Regions from separate parts of the Mus musculus genome. Here all the other regions are linked to region 1. A link is a contact called in public promoter capture Hi-C data. All regions are on one chromosome and are shown on one strand. Each heading gives the region's core, a stretch centred on a gene start, on an enhancer-like site or on the middle of the called end of the contact. The rest is flanking DNA. Distances are from core to core; before and after follow the strand shown.

Region 1 (3,514 bases), core at 522-3,021:
CATATTCTAAAGGCAGAAGTAAAATCAGTAATTTTATAAGACCTATGTGTCTTTTGTGTGATCTACTTGACTGTTAGTATTTTATAAAAGGTATCTCATGTGTGACTTCATTTCTTAACATACCTTTTCACTGTGTTTTCTGGTCATTGAATAAGAGTTTAGTTGAAATGGTTCTATCTTTTCTTTCCATTGCTTTAAACAAAAGCAACTTTGTTTAGGGAAGGATGTATTTTATCTTATGGCTTAAAGTTCATCATGAAGGGAAATTATTAGAGTTCTTGAGAGTAACAAAGCTTACAGAATGAATCTTTCTATATGTATAGAAAAGGGGTTTACTGGAAAGACTCACAGGCTGCGGTCTAGCTAATCCAACAATGGTTGGCTGTGGATGGAAAGCCCAAGAATCCTGTAGTTTCTCAGACCACGAGGCTAAATGTCTCAGCTGGTCTTCAGCTTATGCTGGAATCCCTAAAAAGTAAGGTTCTGATGCCAGTGAAGGAATGGACATGCTAGCAAGGCTAGGGCAAGCAGGCAGGAGCAGAAGCTTCCTCGTCCAGCTCTAGCAAAGCCTGTAGCCTAGATTAGAGCTGATTCAAGGTTTGGTTCAAAGGCCTGGGACTCCCTACCTCAAAGGTCCAGACCTGAAGCAGAATCACCGACTCCAAAGCAAGCAAAAAGTTCTCACAGGTATGTCCTCCATTCCCAGATTTGATTTCATGACTAACAGAGTCAAGTTGACAACCAGAAAAATAATCATCACAGGACTCAAGAAGAAATTTGGAGGTGGGAACTGAAGTAGAGGTCATGGGGAAATACTGCATGTTCACTCTCCCTTTTTATACAGCCTAGGCCTATCTACCTAAGTATGCATTAATACAGTAGATTGGAAACCCCCCCCCCCCCACACACACACATCATTCTTTAATCCAAAAATATTCTACAGTCTTGCCTATAGCCAATCTAATGGAGGCATTTCTAAGTTGAGTTCCCTTCTCTCAGATGACCCCCACTAACATCAAGTCGACAAAAGGCCAACCAGTACCGGAGCGAAAGCCTCTTCTTTGCTTACAAGTTTTTTTCTATTTACATTATTAATTCATATATGTTGCTTTCTGCTCTTGGCTTGGTTTATAGTAATAATGTTCAATACCCAGAAGTAGTCCAAGTAAAGCCTGTAAGAAGAGACATTTGCAAAAGCATATGTCTTTATCAAACGTGTTTTAAAATATTATTTCTTCAGACAAAGCTTTAACATATTTGTACAGGTTTCTTTCAAACCTGGGGCTCAATCAACATTTTAAATCTTAACTTTCAAAAAATATAGGTGCAAAAGTCCATTTGCCTCATCTCAGATTCTTAAGTTGGCACTCATTATTGGCACTGTCCTCTCCTGACCGGGTAACCTTCTCTGTTTGGGGTCATGGGTTTTCCTTTCCCTACACTGAGTCTGGGATGTCCAGAGCCAATCTGTAGCGCTATTTTATGTGAAACAGTAGAAGCCCACTGAGTACACGACAAAGCGAGTGCGTGCACTAAAATCCCAGAAGGCGTCGTGCTTAAATGCAAGGATCCCACATATTTACTCCAAACGGAACGTCTGGGTTAAGATTGGGTGTTGCTCTATCTTTTTTTTTTTTTTTTTTTTCCCCATTTGCGTCAAGTATGGGAGAGGTTGTTGATCCTGCTACTCACGAATAAGAAGGCGGGTCCAGCATCTTTCGCCAATCAGAGCCGCTGTTACTTCCTTGCTGGAACTGTCAAATGAGGAACACGGATGTTCTGAAGTTTCTGCCCCTGGCTCCATTTTTGAATCCCGTGTAGCTTTTGTGAGGTGTTGTGACAGCTGGTTTCAGTCAGTGCCACCTATTTTGTCGGCAGGCTCTTCCGAAGGACCCCCGCATGCGTCCGAAGCTGGAAATGGTGAGTACACGGTTGCTCCCGGAGTCGTGGGCCGCGGCTTTGACGTAGCCTGGCGCAGCTTGGCACCGCCGACCCGACGTTCCTCTGGCGCTGTGCTGCAGTTCGAGGTGGAGCTTGGCACCGGCGGAGCCAGGAGTCGGAGGCTCCTCCTGCCCTGTCGCTGTAAAACTGCTTTATCCCAGTCCCTTGGCTATCATGGGGAATGAGCTCGGTGGTCCTGCACCCTGCAGACTTTGCAGCGCTCACGGGTTGGTGATGCGGTCTGGTCAGTGTAGTGAAAGGACGTGGGTGTTGAGCGTTACTGCTGGTCTGACCTTGCACTTGCGTTTGGCCTGCTTTATTGTTTTCTGAGGTCTCCTTGATTTTGTATTAGTTTTGCTCTAGGCTGCTTCTCCAAAGAGAAGGAATATGTAATGTGCTTTTGGTGGCAGTGGTGCTGGTGAGTTTTTGATTGGTTGATTTCTTTGTTTTTCAGACAGGGTTTCTCAGTAGCCCTGGCTACCCTGGAACTCACTTGGTAGACCAGGCTGGCTTCGAACTCAGAGATTCTCCTGCCTCTGCCTGTAATGTGTGTTTGTTTGTCTTCTTTCCTTTCTTGGAACTCATTACGTAGACCAGGCCTACCTTGAACTCAAGAGATCTGCCTGCTTCTGCTTCCTGAGAACTGCAGTTTAGATGCGAGCACCATCATGCCCTACAAGGTGGGCTCCTTAATTAGTATTTACCAAGATTACAGTCCTCTAGAAAAATATTAACATCTTCGGTTGTTTCCTTTGCCCTTATGTAAATCGTTTTTCTAGACAGTGTAATTTGCGACTAGGGAAAGTGTGGACAGGGGCCATCTGGGAGAAAAACATACGTGTCTTCTATCTTCTGGATGAGGTATTTTTTTGAGAGTTGGTTTGAGTGCACAAAACATTTCAAATTTTATTAGTGTTGTTCATGTGTGGTGAGCCAATCTTTGGGCTCCCGTGCCATAGTATATACTGTGCAGGTCAAAGGACTCCCTTGTGGGGTTGGAGTTGGTTCTCCTGTCCATTCCCTGGGTTCAGGGATCAAACACAGGTCACAACGCATGCTTGACGACTGCTTTTGCCTGTTGACTCATTTCTTCGGCTTCATTTATTTTTACTTTTACTTTTATTTTAAAACCGGGTTTCATAGATCCCTGGCTATCATGAAACTCCATATGTAGATGACCTTGAACTTGGGATCCTCCTGCCTTCAGGTTTTAGGATTTCAAGGCATGAGCCAGCACACTTGCTTTGATGTGGTGCTGGTGCTGGGACCGAGGGTGGGGGTGGGGGGGCGTCTCCATACTAAGTAAACATTCTACAGAGTCAGCCCTGTGCTCATCCTGCTGTACAGTTTTTCTCCCTTAGATTCTGGCAGGAAGATCCCAGGATTTTCTCTTTAGCAGCATGTGTGTCATTGACTGCTTAGTGGCAAGCATGGAATGCATACTAATTTTTTTTATTTCCAGGCAGAGTTTTACTGTGTGTAGCCTTGGCTGGCCTGGAACGTGCTATATAGATGAGGCTTGCCTTGAACTGACAGAGATCAGCCTGCCTCTGCCTCCTAAGTGCTAGGATTA
Region 2 (3,514 bases), core at 519-3,018, 1.8 Mb after region 1:
GGGTTCTCTATGTAGCCATGACTATCTTGATTGAACTCTATAGCCCAGACTAAAGAGGTCCACCTGCCTCTGCCTCCTGAGTGCTGGAATTAGGAGCGTGCCACCACCACCTCGCTAGATCAGATATTTTTGAGAGCTATTCCAACATGACTGGTACTCTTTTTGACCCTGGGAAAGTTTCAGCTCCTGGATCCACACTTCGAACTTTGGCAAATCTCTTTTCCTCTCAACAGTTCTGGTTTTAACTGTGCAGGGCCAAAGTGAAGCTTGTAACTGAATGTTACTACTCCTACAGTGACTTTGTTTCCACAATTCACAATCAGGACCTCCTAAAGTTAGGATACAAGGCCACAGAAACGTTACCAAATGTAAACTGCCGCCCCCTGAATCACAGAGCTGGTTGGGGGCGGGGGGGGGGGGGGGAACCGAGCTATCTTCCCAGCCATCCTTGTTCTATCCTAAAGCACAGGGGTCTCTCTTAAGGAGCATCAACTCCTGGTGCCCTGGTGGCCAAAGTTCTCCAGGAAGAACCTTAAGCTTCAACGGTACCTCACACAATGGTGGATCTAAGACTCAGCGCGCTATTGCCAACGGGATGGCCCGCACAGGCTGGGAGGGTTTAGGGACTCTTGCCTGCCTCACCTGGACACCGAATGAGCAACAAAAAGCGTGCTAGCAACGCGTTCCCGCCTCAGTCAAATCCTTCCCTGGAGTGTTTAGGGAAAGCTCATTTTTCTAGTGCTATGACAGGAGGCCTGCTTAGAGGCGTGTTCTTCCATCCTTTAGTGGAAATCACCCACATCTTTAAAAAAAATAAAATAAAACAAAAACAAGTCACTTCTGGAAGAGGCTTCCCTGTCGAGCCGACACCCACGTCTCAACTATCCAGAATCCCTGATGTGTGCTCAATCTTGGCCCCCGTGGCCCGCGCGCTCCCGGCTGGCGCGGTGGGACCGACCGCGCAGGCTACGGCCTCCGGAGCCTGGAGCCGCGACGTCGCCGGGCTCGGTGCTCCTAGCCGCACCGCTTCCCTTCTCAGATACACACGGAGCAGGCACAGCGGACCAAGCGCTCCTCGAGAAGCTCTCCCCGACGGGCCGTGGACACGCGCGACACGCTGTCACCATCCGCGGACTCCCCCGGGAAGCCCCACACCGGCTCCGGCCGCCCCTCTGGGCTGCCGACCCCGCCGCCATCTTCCTGCCGCGCCGCCCCCGGGCCTCGGCCCTCGGCCCTCAGCCCGCCGCCGCGCGCCCCCGCCGGCCCGCGCGCCCCCGCAGCCGCGAGCTGCACTCCGTGAGCGACGGTTAGGCGCGCGCTTCGAGCGGGCCCAGCGCGGAGGCCCTGCCGCCTTCGAGAAATTTCCGCGCCCCTGAACCCACACAGGAAAACAAGCCGGGCGCGCCCCCGCGCCGCGGCCTCAGCGCCCCCTCCCCCCATCGGCGCACCCCTCCCCCCGCCCCCGCCCCCGCCCCGGGCGCGGGTCAAGTGCGGCCCGGGGCACCGCCCGCCCGACCGCCCGCCTGGCCCGCGGCGGAAGAGGCAGCGGCGGAGGCGGCGGCAGCGGCGGCCTCGGCCGGTGTGATTGATAGGGACGGCGGCAGCGAGAGCGGCGGCGGCGGCGGCGGCGGAGCGGTTGAGTGACAGCTTACCTGGGTGCCAATCTTCATCACACTGACAAGCGGCTGCAGCAATCGGGACCCGCAGTGCCGCGCCCGCGTCCAACCGTCACGCCGACGCCGGGCCACGCGACACAGCCTCGCTCAATGGGAGGAGGGCGACGCCGATGCGCGCCGCATCAATATTCACCGCGGGGGCGGGGCCTGCCGACCCCGGGCCCCGCCCCCGCCCAGCGCGACGGCGGGCGGGGGGCGGGGCGGGTGGGGCGGGGGCGAGGCAGGGGGCGGGGGAGGGCCCAAGCGGGGCGGGGCAGAGGCCGGTCCCGCCCCGCTGCGCGCACTCAGCCAGGCCCCACCCAGCGGCCCAGCCCGGGCGCCAGTAGCAGCCTGCCCCGCCCCAGAGGCAGAGCTTATGTTTCATGACCACGCCGTGGGGCGTGGCCCAGAGAGCTATAGACCACGCCTCCTCTGCGCACTCGTCTGCTCCCTCCCTTCGGATAAAGGTTTGTGGAACTGGGTGGAACCATCTGCAGCTCAGGCGGGGAGTACGGGCTGTACCATCAGAGGACCTTCGCGATTCTGGGCCTCCCGGCTCTAGCCCTTCGTTCTGAGCGGCGCCTCGCAATCAAGGTTCTGGAGCTGGGGTAGGCGCGAGGAGGTAGGCGTTCATCTTTAAAGACCGAAGGACTGAGCGCTTGAGATGTTTGCCCTGGGATCTAACCATGGATGCAGTCTCCTGACTGACCGTGAAGTGACTGCGGTCTGACATCTGGTCCGTTAGGACTCCAGGCCAAAAAAAAAAAAAAAAAAAAAAAAAAAAAAAAGAAAGAAAAAGAAAGAAAGAGACCTTTCCTTAGGAGGACTGGACAGTGTTGTCTCTAGTTGAAGCTCTGCCTAACCAGATCATCTGCAGCAGCGTACCCCGGGCCCCGTGGCTTCACTGATCGAAGTAAAAGACAGAGCGAAAGAGGCCCTCAATTTGCCTGGCTTGTCTAGGCAACAGTTTTATGCAGTGGCCGCCTGAGTGTGTGATCGGTGCTTCTCATCCGTACACAGATTAAAGCGGTTCTGATGACCCCACACTCCTCAGGAGGAGCCTTGTACCCCAGGACTGTTGGCTGGAAGGGGCCTGAGGAAGCCGCAGCATGTGTTTGGTAGGACACCCTCCTGTGTCCTCAAGGCTCCACAGACACCCCAAGGCATCACTCTCTTTGTAGCTACAGTTCGGTTCACCACAGAACCCACGTGGAAGGAGAAAACCAACTACCAACACATGTGTGGTATGCACACACATTTGTCCACATACAATAGCAACAACAATATTAAAATTTGAAAAACTGGGTTTGGGAGCTGAAGATATGGCTCAGCTGATAAGAGTGCTTACCTAGCATACACAAAACCCTAGGTGGGATCCCCAACACACATTAAACCTTACCAGGTTTAATATGGTGACATATGCCTGTTATCTCAGCACTTGGGTAGTCGAAGCACAAAGATCAGAAGGTCAAATTCATTCTTATCTACCTTTTGAGGTCCTAGCCAATATGGAATACATAGGGACCTTGCCTCAAAGAACAAAGTTATTAAGCATTGCAGGGATTAGCCGGGCGTGGTGGCGCACGCCTTTAATCCCAGCACTCGGGAGGCAGAGGCAGGCAGATTTCTGAGTTCGAGGTCAGCCTGGTCTACAAAGTGATCTCCAGGACAGCCAGGGCTATACAGAGAAACCCTGTCTCGAAAAAACAAAAAACAAAACAAAACAAAAAAAAAAAATTGCAGGGATTAACCAAAGAGAGTATCCTGTTTTGCTTTCCATTGCTGTGTTAAAACCCCGACCAAAACAACCTGGGAAAGGCTTATTTGGTTTTTATTTCCACATCATGGCCTGTCACCAA
Region 3 (3,514 bases), core at 500-2,999, 1.3 Mb before region 1:
GTCTCAGCCGTTCATCAACTGTTTTCCCAAGCCCTTCACCTGCCGTCTCTCTGCATGTTCAAAAGGCCCCTGTCTTCCCTTCTATACAACCAGACCAGAAGGGCAGAAAGCGAGGGGACGGTGACTAAAAAGAGACTGCCACCCGCCTCATGACTCACAGCACACAAACAGTACCTCAGCACCTATGAGAGGAGCCACAGAGAACCAGAGGGGAGATGGCTCTCACCTGGCTGGGGGGCTCTGTGGAAAGATGTGAGGACTCTGAGCTGAGGGAGGAGGACGAGCAGGGAGAGGATGGCTCGGACTTCACCTGAAGATCTGGGGGGGAGAAAAGTTCCGAGGTAAGCAGGGAGGCTGGGGACGAGGCTCGGGGCTGAGACCATGTCTTGCCTGTGCCAAACCAACACTGCAGAAATGAGTAACGGAGGAGCAGAGCCTAGCATTGCCTGTAGCGTGGTGCTGAGGTGGGGCAGGAGAGTAAGGGCAGACAACACCCCAGGGATCACAGGGAGGAGCACACAGGGATGTTAGTTTCTGGGAAGCAGTGGGAAGAGAAGGGCATTTGGAAAGATGAGGGGAATCCTAAGGGCGCCTTACCTGGGAAGATGGGTAGAGGGTCCCAAGGGGGCTCAGGGGGGCTGACATCCATCCCCACATCCAGAGAGCTGCTGTCAAACTAAGCAGTGGGACATATTAGCGGGCAGGAAGGTGAGAAAGTACGACAGCAAAACAGGAGCGACACAGCTTGCAAATTAAGACGCCCACTGTGTCAAGGCTCCATAGTTTACAGAAAAAAATGTTTCTCTTTTGCTTTCGTTGTATTTTACTAACAACCACTAACCACCTATTCTCGCCCCTGTAGACACACAGCTGTCAGTCTTTTATCTGTACCCCATAAGAAGGATCCCAAAAGGCCAGAAGGGGCTGCTCTCTAAAATCCTGACTTAGTTGGCTAGTCCCGGGTGCGCCTCTAAAATAAAACTTGAGCCAATTAGACCAATGGACTTTTGAAACTGGTCTTTCTCCTCGAAATTTTCGAGTTTAACATGAGCAGGGGTGACACCCTGATGAGCTCTGTGGCTTGGCAATGACTCCAAGTTTGGGGTCGCCCTCCCACCACCAAGGGTCATAAGAGAAACTCTGAGGTAGCAATACCGGGACATCCTGCTCCACGCAACGGAACAACTGTGCCTGCTCCTCGGCCACTTCATCCAGGCCACTGTACAAGGTGCTGTCTGCATGGAGGCCCGCGTGTCAGGAGGGTGGCACGCCAGCCCCGGCTCCATCCCTCATTGGCTCGGCCGGGCCAGACCCACCGCCCGCCCACTCGCTCAGCCTTACACCCTAAGGCGTCCAGCCCCTCTCCCCTGACCCCGGGCAGCCCCGTGCTCCCACGGGAGACCAAGGTCTTCCCTCCTCCCGCATCCCGGGGAAGCGCGAGTCCCGCTGCGCTCTCCCTCGGAGGATGGGCTCGGCGTCCGCCCAGCCTTCCTCGTTCACCCTCTGCTGCCTTCCCGCGTGCCTCGGGCCCATGGCGAGCCTCAGCCCGCTCCTCCCCCGGGGCCCCACTCCGCGCACCCCAGTCCTCCGGACTCAGCAGGTTGTCGGTGAAGAAGCGCGTCGGGTCGGCGATCTCACTGAGGAGCATCAGCTCCGCCATCTTCCCCCCACCCCCCACCATGAGCCGGCTCCCCGGCCCGCCTCCTCCCGGCCGCGGCAAATCCATGAGCTCGCTGAGGAAAACCGGCGTCCCGGAAGTCCTGATGACCAGTCAGAGGCTTAGTTGGTGAACACGTGACACGAAGGAGCAATGACTGTGCATGCCGGGCCAATGGCACGGGTCAGCCGCTTTACCGATCCAGGCGAGACTGTGCGTGCGCCGTACAGGCCCCAGAAACTAGCATTGTGGGAAATGTAGTTCCTAGCACTTAGGGTTCCGGCATCTGGGCTAGAGTGTTCATGCTTGAGCAGTTGTCCGCAAACATCTGCACCCATGTGGTGCCCATAAACTCATGAAGGCACACGCATAATGAATGAATTATTAATGAATAAACGAATGAGCAAAGTTCCAGCATTTAGGATAAGAGATGGCTCAGCAGTTTAATATTGCTTATTGCGACTAGGCGGTAGTGGTGCACGCCTTTAATCCCAGCACTCAGGAGGCAGAGGCAGGCGGATCTCAGCCTGGTCTACAAAGTGTGCTCCAGGACGGCCAGGGTTGTTACACAGAGAAGCCCTGTCTCAAACCCTCCCACCCAAAAGGAAAGTGCTTGTTGCTCTTATAAGGGTCTGGATTACATTCTCAGCACCCACACCTGGCGACACGCAACCACTTGTAACTCCACCTCCCTGGGATGCAACTCCCTGACATCCGGAAGTTCTGGCGTTTGCCACAGCCAGTCCCAAATAGACAACCTCTCCTATCCTCGGAGGTGGATACGCTTCCCGGGACTCCCTCCACCAAGTGGCTCACTGACACCGTCGCTAACTCCCTGTAGGTCAGAACGAGATACGAGTTCAAACAACTTCCTTCGGGGCCCTTGAAAATTCCACAACACAGACCACAGTTCGCGGGTTCCTGTCTCCTTTAATCAGCTAAACATCTTGCGCAGTCCCCGAGCCAGCCCTGCATCCTGTTTCCTTCCCTGAATGACCACCTTCCCCAGCTCCTCTTTCGCTGCACGGTTTTTGGGATCTACTGCTAGCACTTTCTTGAAATCAGCAGTGGCTTTTTCCAAGTCCCCGAGGGCAGCCCGAGCAACCCCCCTTCGGTATAAGGCCTTTAAATGGCCCGGCTCCCGCTCCAGCACTCGGTCACAGCTCTGGGCTGCCAACTGGGGGTGTCCTAGCAGCAACTGGCAGGCAGCCAGATTGGCATAAAGGGTAGTTCGTTCGGGAGGGCCGGGTGGGGGCAACGTCAGCAGCAGTCGGAGAGCCCGTCCATAGCATCGGGCAGCCCCTTGAGGGTTCCCAGCTCGAAACAGTTCTGTACCCCTTCTGTGTTCTTCTTTGGCCAGAGCCTCCTTCTCCATAGCCTCCATCTCCCAGGAGTCCCGGCCATTGGTGAAGGAATCCAGTCTGAGTTTAGCAAGAGGTGCAGAGGATCCAGGAAGGTGAATCTTTGCCTCCTCACCTTGACGCATAGACTCCAGGCATTTTTCCATGAGTTCCCCCCACATTTTTTCCCTCCATTGTCCTATGCCTATGGTTAGTTCTGTCCAGCCCTCTGGCATCCCAGATCCAAAAGGAAATCCCAAAGCCAACACTTGGCATTTGGAGCCTAGCTTGGGTTTGTCTAAGCCATGGCCAGGGACTATGATCTTCTTTACAAAACTCCCATCAGGACAGTACCAAAGATCAGAAGCTTGGAGGTGCTCTGCCATCTCATTGGTTGAGACTTGAAATTGATCAGAGTCACCTTCAAATCCAGCCACGGGATGTTCAATCTCTTGAGTCTCTACAATTTGATTGGCTGGATCCGGTCTCACTCCCACCTTCAGGGCTTCAGGGAGAA
Region 4 (3,514 bases), core at 559-3,058, 1.2 Mb before region 1:
AAGCTTGCTGCGATAGTCTGAGTGTTCGATGGAGTTGTCCGGGGATACGCCACCACCGGAGGCTGCGGCAGCTGCAGCAGCTGCTGCGGAGCCGCCCCCTTTCTCGGGTCCAGCCACACCTTCTGCCAGAAGCATGTTGTCCAGGCGCATCAGCTGTGGGTCCACGGGCTCCTCCTCTTGGGAGCTCCGAATGCTAAGGCCTAGCAGGCAGGCAAACAGACTTAAGGAACCCCTCACCCCCCACCCCCATCCCCGGTCAAAGCTCCATCCTCGGTCCCAGGGCTCCAGGGCTTCCCTTCCCCACTTCCTTTCATGCAACCTCCGTGGCTCTCAATTTCCTCAAGGCTTCAAGTTGTCAAACTCTAAGCCCTAAGGCAGAGTCTTGCTCCCAGAAGTGAGCATCAGAGGGGCACCTACGTACCAGTTTTCTCCTTGATTTCACACAGGACACTAAACAGGGCAGGTTTCATTCGGTGACAGTTTAGGGCATGTTTCCTTAGGAGGAACGGGAGGAGAGAAAGGGTTCAGGCAGGAGAAAGACGAGAGGGGTGCCAGGGTGCAAGGTGGGGGCATAATCTGCGAGGGGGTTAAGTGGGAATCGGGGTAGAGTGGAGTCCGAGGGATAGTTGAGATCAGCTGCCATAGCTTCGGGAAGCGGCAGGGTCACAGGAAGCAGAAGATGCAGGCAGTGGGGCTAAAGTCACTATGGGCGGGCTGAGGCTAAGAGGGATGGTTCAAGCAAAAAGATGGAGCAAGGATCTAGAGATGACTGAAGAAATAAAGGTGACTAGGTAGGTTGTGGAGTAGAGAACCGGAGGCTGTCAGTGTGAGGCGGTAGGGGGCCTGAGAAAGGTGGGGGGGGGGGTGCCCTGCTACCTGGGAGTTCAGTACAGAATGTGTGGGCTGAGCAGGGGGAAGGCTGTTGAGGACTCTTGGAGGCCCCGACCTCCGTGGAAGGGAATGTGTGGAGATCCTGGATCCGTACGCGGAGAATGGGGTGGGCTAGCCGGATAGTTAGGGAAGACAGCTTTGGCTGAGAACAGTTTCTAAGTCTGGGAGCCAAGAGATGGGCCAGAGTTGACTGTAGGGGTCAGCAAAAGGTTAGGAGGGAGTGAGACCACCTGGGGTTCGCTCTGTGGAGGAGGCTTTAGGGCCTAGGGGCAAAGCAAGCTTTGAGAGAACACTAGAACTAAGGAAAGAAAAGAGTTGCAAGATCCAGAGAGGGCCCTGGGGGAGGGGGGCTTGCAGAGGACTCAGAGCTGTGAGCGGGGTCCCGGGGTGGGGGCACTCACTTGGCCTGGGCCTCGTCCAGGCTCTGGTCCGTGATGGTCATTATCTGTTGCAGAATGTCCCCGATGTCTTGCTTCCCTCGGCCTCCCGGGACCCCCCCACTTCCCCCACCGGGGTCTCCGCCACCGGGAGGCTCGCCAGGGCCCCCGGGCTCCGCACCTACCAGCCCCAGACCCCCACGGCCCCCGCCCGGAGGAGGCGGCCCCAGCAGCCGCTCGTCCATAGCTGGGGGGGGGCCTGAGGCCCCCTCCCTGCTCGCCCCTCCCCCCGCCGGGTGACTTCCCCCCCAAACTCGCTGGGGCCGCTGCTCCCTCCGCCCCAACCCCGCCCGGCAACCCGCCTCCCGGCTCCCCTCGGGGGTTCACCCCGGCACTGAAGGGGAGACCCGGGGTGCCGCCTGGGCACCCCCACAGGAGACCCCGGCCCCCGGCGGCGGAGAAAATGGAGCCGGAGAGAGAGAGAGAGAGAGAGGAGGCCCAAGCGGGGGTGTGTGTGCGAGAGGAGGGAGGAGGGAGAAGGGGGAACGAGGGAGGCGGCTGGGGGAGGGGAGCGGGAGGAAGAGGAGGGGAGGAGAGGAGGAACGGGGAGGAGCCGGGGGCGGGGAGACGCAGGCCAGGCGGCGGCGGCGGCGGCGGGTGGAGGCGGGGAGCGGCCGGGCGGCCGGGGAGAGACTGGGTTGGCCTCGGCGCTGGCCGAAAGGGCGCTGGGGTGGGTGTCTCGGCCACCTGGGTTCCGAGGCCATGGTCGGGTGGTGCGGACTCCGGCCTCTGGAATGTTCTCCGACAGCTCGGTTCATATTTCTTGTTCTAATGACTCCCCTCCTTGTTCGACTTAATTAAAACCGGGAGACTGGGGGCTGGGGGAGATGATTAGGGAGGTCTCCAGCCGCTGCTTAATGAGCCAGTAATTAACCAGCCAGGGAGGGGAGCTGGCCTCTGGCCAGATCGCTGAGAGCGGCTGCCCCAGGCCTCACCTACCCACCTTGCACCCCCCCACACACACCCCCAGATACCAGTCTTCAGTCCAGAGGGGAATTATGTTTATTCATACAACCAAAACATCAGACAGACTCAGCAGCAGGGTGGGGGCGGGGTAAGAGTCGCTTCACCGCCTCTGGGCCCCTCTGCCTTGGGGCCTGAGACTGCTAGTGCTGGACAATTGTCTTACTCTTCCCTTTTTTTCTCACTAGGCAGGGGCAGGCCGCAGCCCTCACACCCTGTTTAGTAGCTTGACAGCTCAGGATAGAGACTCTTTAACTGTCCTCGGGAGTTGTGTCCACCCTACCTTGCTTATCTTCATGGTTAGAGTACTTGTCCCAAGTCCAGTCCCCAGGGAAAGTGGGTGGTAAATACAGCAATTTTAGCCGGGTCTTCCATCTCTGGTTACCCCTGCCAAACAGGGTTGAAGACCTTCGGGGAGTGTCCCAGCTTTGAGTCCCAGAGAGAAGGGACTGGTGAGGAGCTCCGGTCTCAGCAGGTGTGTGTAGGAGGCCGGGATCTCTGCTCCTCCATTCGACCTCCACCCTGAACTCTCAGCAGCAACTCCAGAAGCTCCTGCCCCCCGGGGGGAAGGGGCGGGTCAGACCGTTGGGCTTCAATCCGCTGGCACTAGAAACGTGGAGGGAGAAAAGGGCATTGGTAGCCCATAATGGTTTTGGGTAAGAGAGGCCAGGGTTGGTGTGGGGCAGATAGGAAATCTGTGATGGGGATGGGGAGACTAGAGGCTTACCAAAGGACATATGCTTAGGGACAAAGAAGTTAGGGCTCAGGCAGAAGGCCAGCTAGGAGACCTGGGTCTTGTCTCCATGGATGCATGTGGGGTGGGATGTGCCTTACCTGGTGACTAAGGATGGTGCTGTAGAGCTGTTCTTTGTCTTCAAGAAGCCGGGGTGGGGCTGGGGCTAGGTTTGGTGGGGCCTCGGGGGTGTGGAAGGTGGCCCTCTGTTCCTCTAGGCGGCGGGACTGGGCTTCGGCCACTAGGTCCAGAAGGAGCTCAGTCTGCAGGGAGAGCAGGGAGCCAGAACGGGGCCCTAGGGCTATGGGAGAGGAAGGAGGAGGATTCAGACCCAGAGGCTATGGCAGAATGGGAGTAGCAAGCGGTGGGGACAGGTGAGCTGGTGGACGAGCTAGGGACCAACAGGTGTGATGGTTAGTGGACCTACACTGGGGTAGCCTGGGTGATAGGGTCAAGATCTTCCAGGGTTGGTGGGGTACCTGTGTGTCGG

Evidence for each region. Promoter capture Hi-C pulls out the DNA fragments that hold promoters and counts their contacts.
Region 2: a promoter capture Hi-C map of pre-B cells shows a contact between it and region 1, with 2.0 times the contacts expected there. The contact joins the promoter of Pknox1 here to the promoter of Zfp101 in region 1. A contact is called at or near these places in 2 of 39 promoter capture datasets (erythroid cells and pre-B cells).
Region 3: a promoter capture Hi-C map of pre-B cells shows a contact between it and region 1, with 3 times the contacts expected there. The contact joins the promoter of Atf6b here to the promoter of Zfp101 in region 1. A contact is called at or near these places in 2 of 39 promoter capture datasets (liver and pre-B cells).
Region 4: a contact with region 1 is called in a promoter capture Hi-C map of pre-B cells, with 2.7 times the contacts expected there. The contact joins the promoter of Pbx2 here to the promoter of Zfp101 in region 1. A contact is called at or near these places in 2 of 39 promoter capture datasets (liver and pre-B cells).

The regions. Positions count from the first base shown.
Region 1 is chr17:33,392,894-33,396,407 of GRCm38.p6, reverse strand. It overlaps Zfp101 (zinc finger protein 101), which reads left to right and starts at 1,771. Exons shown (of 4, transcript NM_009542.2): 1 at 1,771-1,920. The coding sequence starts at 1,900.
Region 2 is chr17:31,563,027-31,566,540 of GRCm38.p6, reverse strand. Pknox1 (Pbx/knotted 1 homeobox) reads right to left here and starts at 1,768. Exons shown (of 11, transcript NM_016670.3): 1 at 1,653-1,768.
Region 3 is chr17:34,645,381-34,648,894 of GRCm38.p6, reverse strand. Atf6b (activating transcription factor 6 beta) reads right to left here and starts at 1,749. Exons shown (of 18, transcript NM_017406.4): 1 at 1,579-1,749; 2 at 1,156-1,235; 3 at 598-676; 4 at 227-318. The coding sequence starts at 1,681. It overlaps Fkbpl (FK506 binding protein-like), which reads right to left. Exons shown (of 2, transcript NM_019873.3): 2 at 2,078-3,514. The coding sequence ends at 2,592.
Region 4 is chr17:34,590,553-34,594,066 of GRCm38.p6, reverse strand. It overlaps Pbx2 (pre B cell leukemia homeobox 2), which reads right to left and starts at 1,808. Exons shown (of 9, transcript NM_017463.3): 1 at 1,293-1,808; 2 at 422-495; 3 at 1-200. The coding sequence starts at 1,513. Gpsm3 (G-protein signalling modulator 3 (AGS3-like, C. elegans)) reads right to left here. Exons shown (of 4, transcript NM_134116.5): 2 at 3,504-3,514; 3 at 3,126-3,325; 4 at 2,313-2,897. The coding sequence ends at 2,760.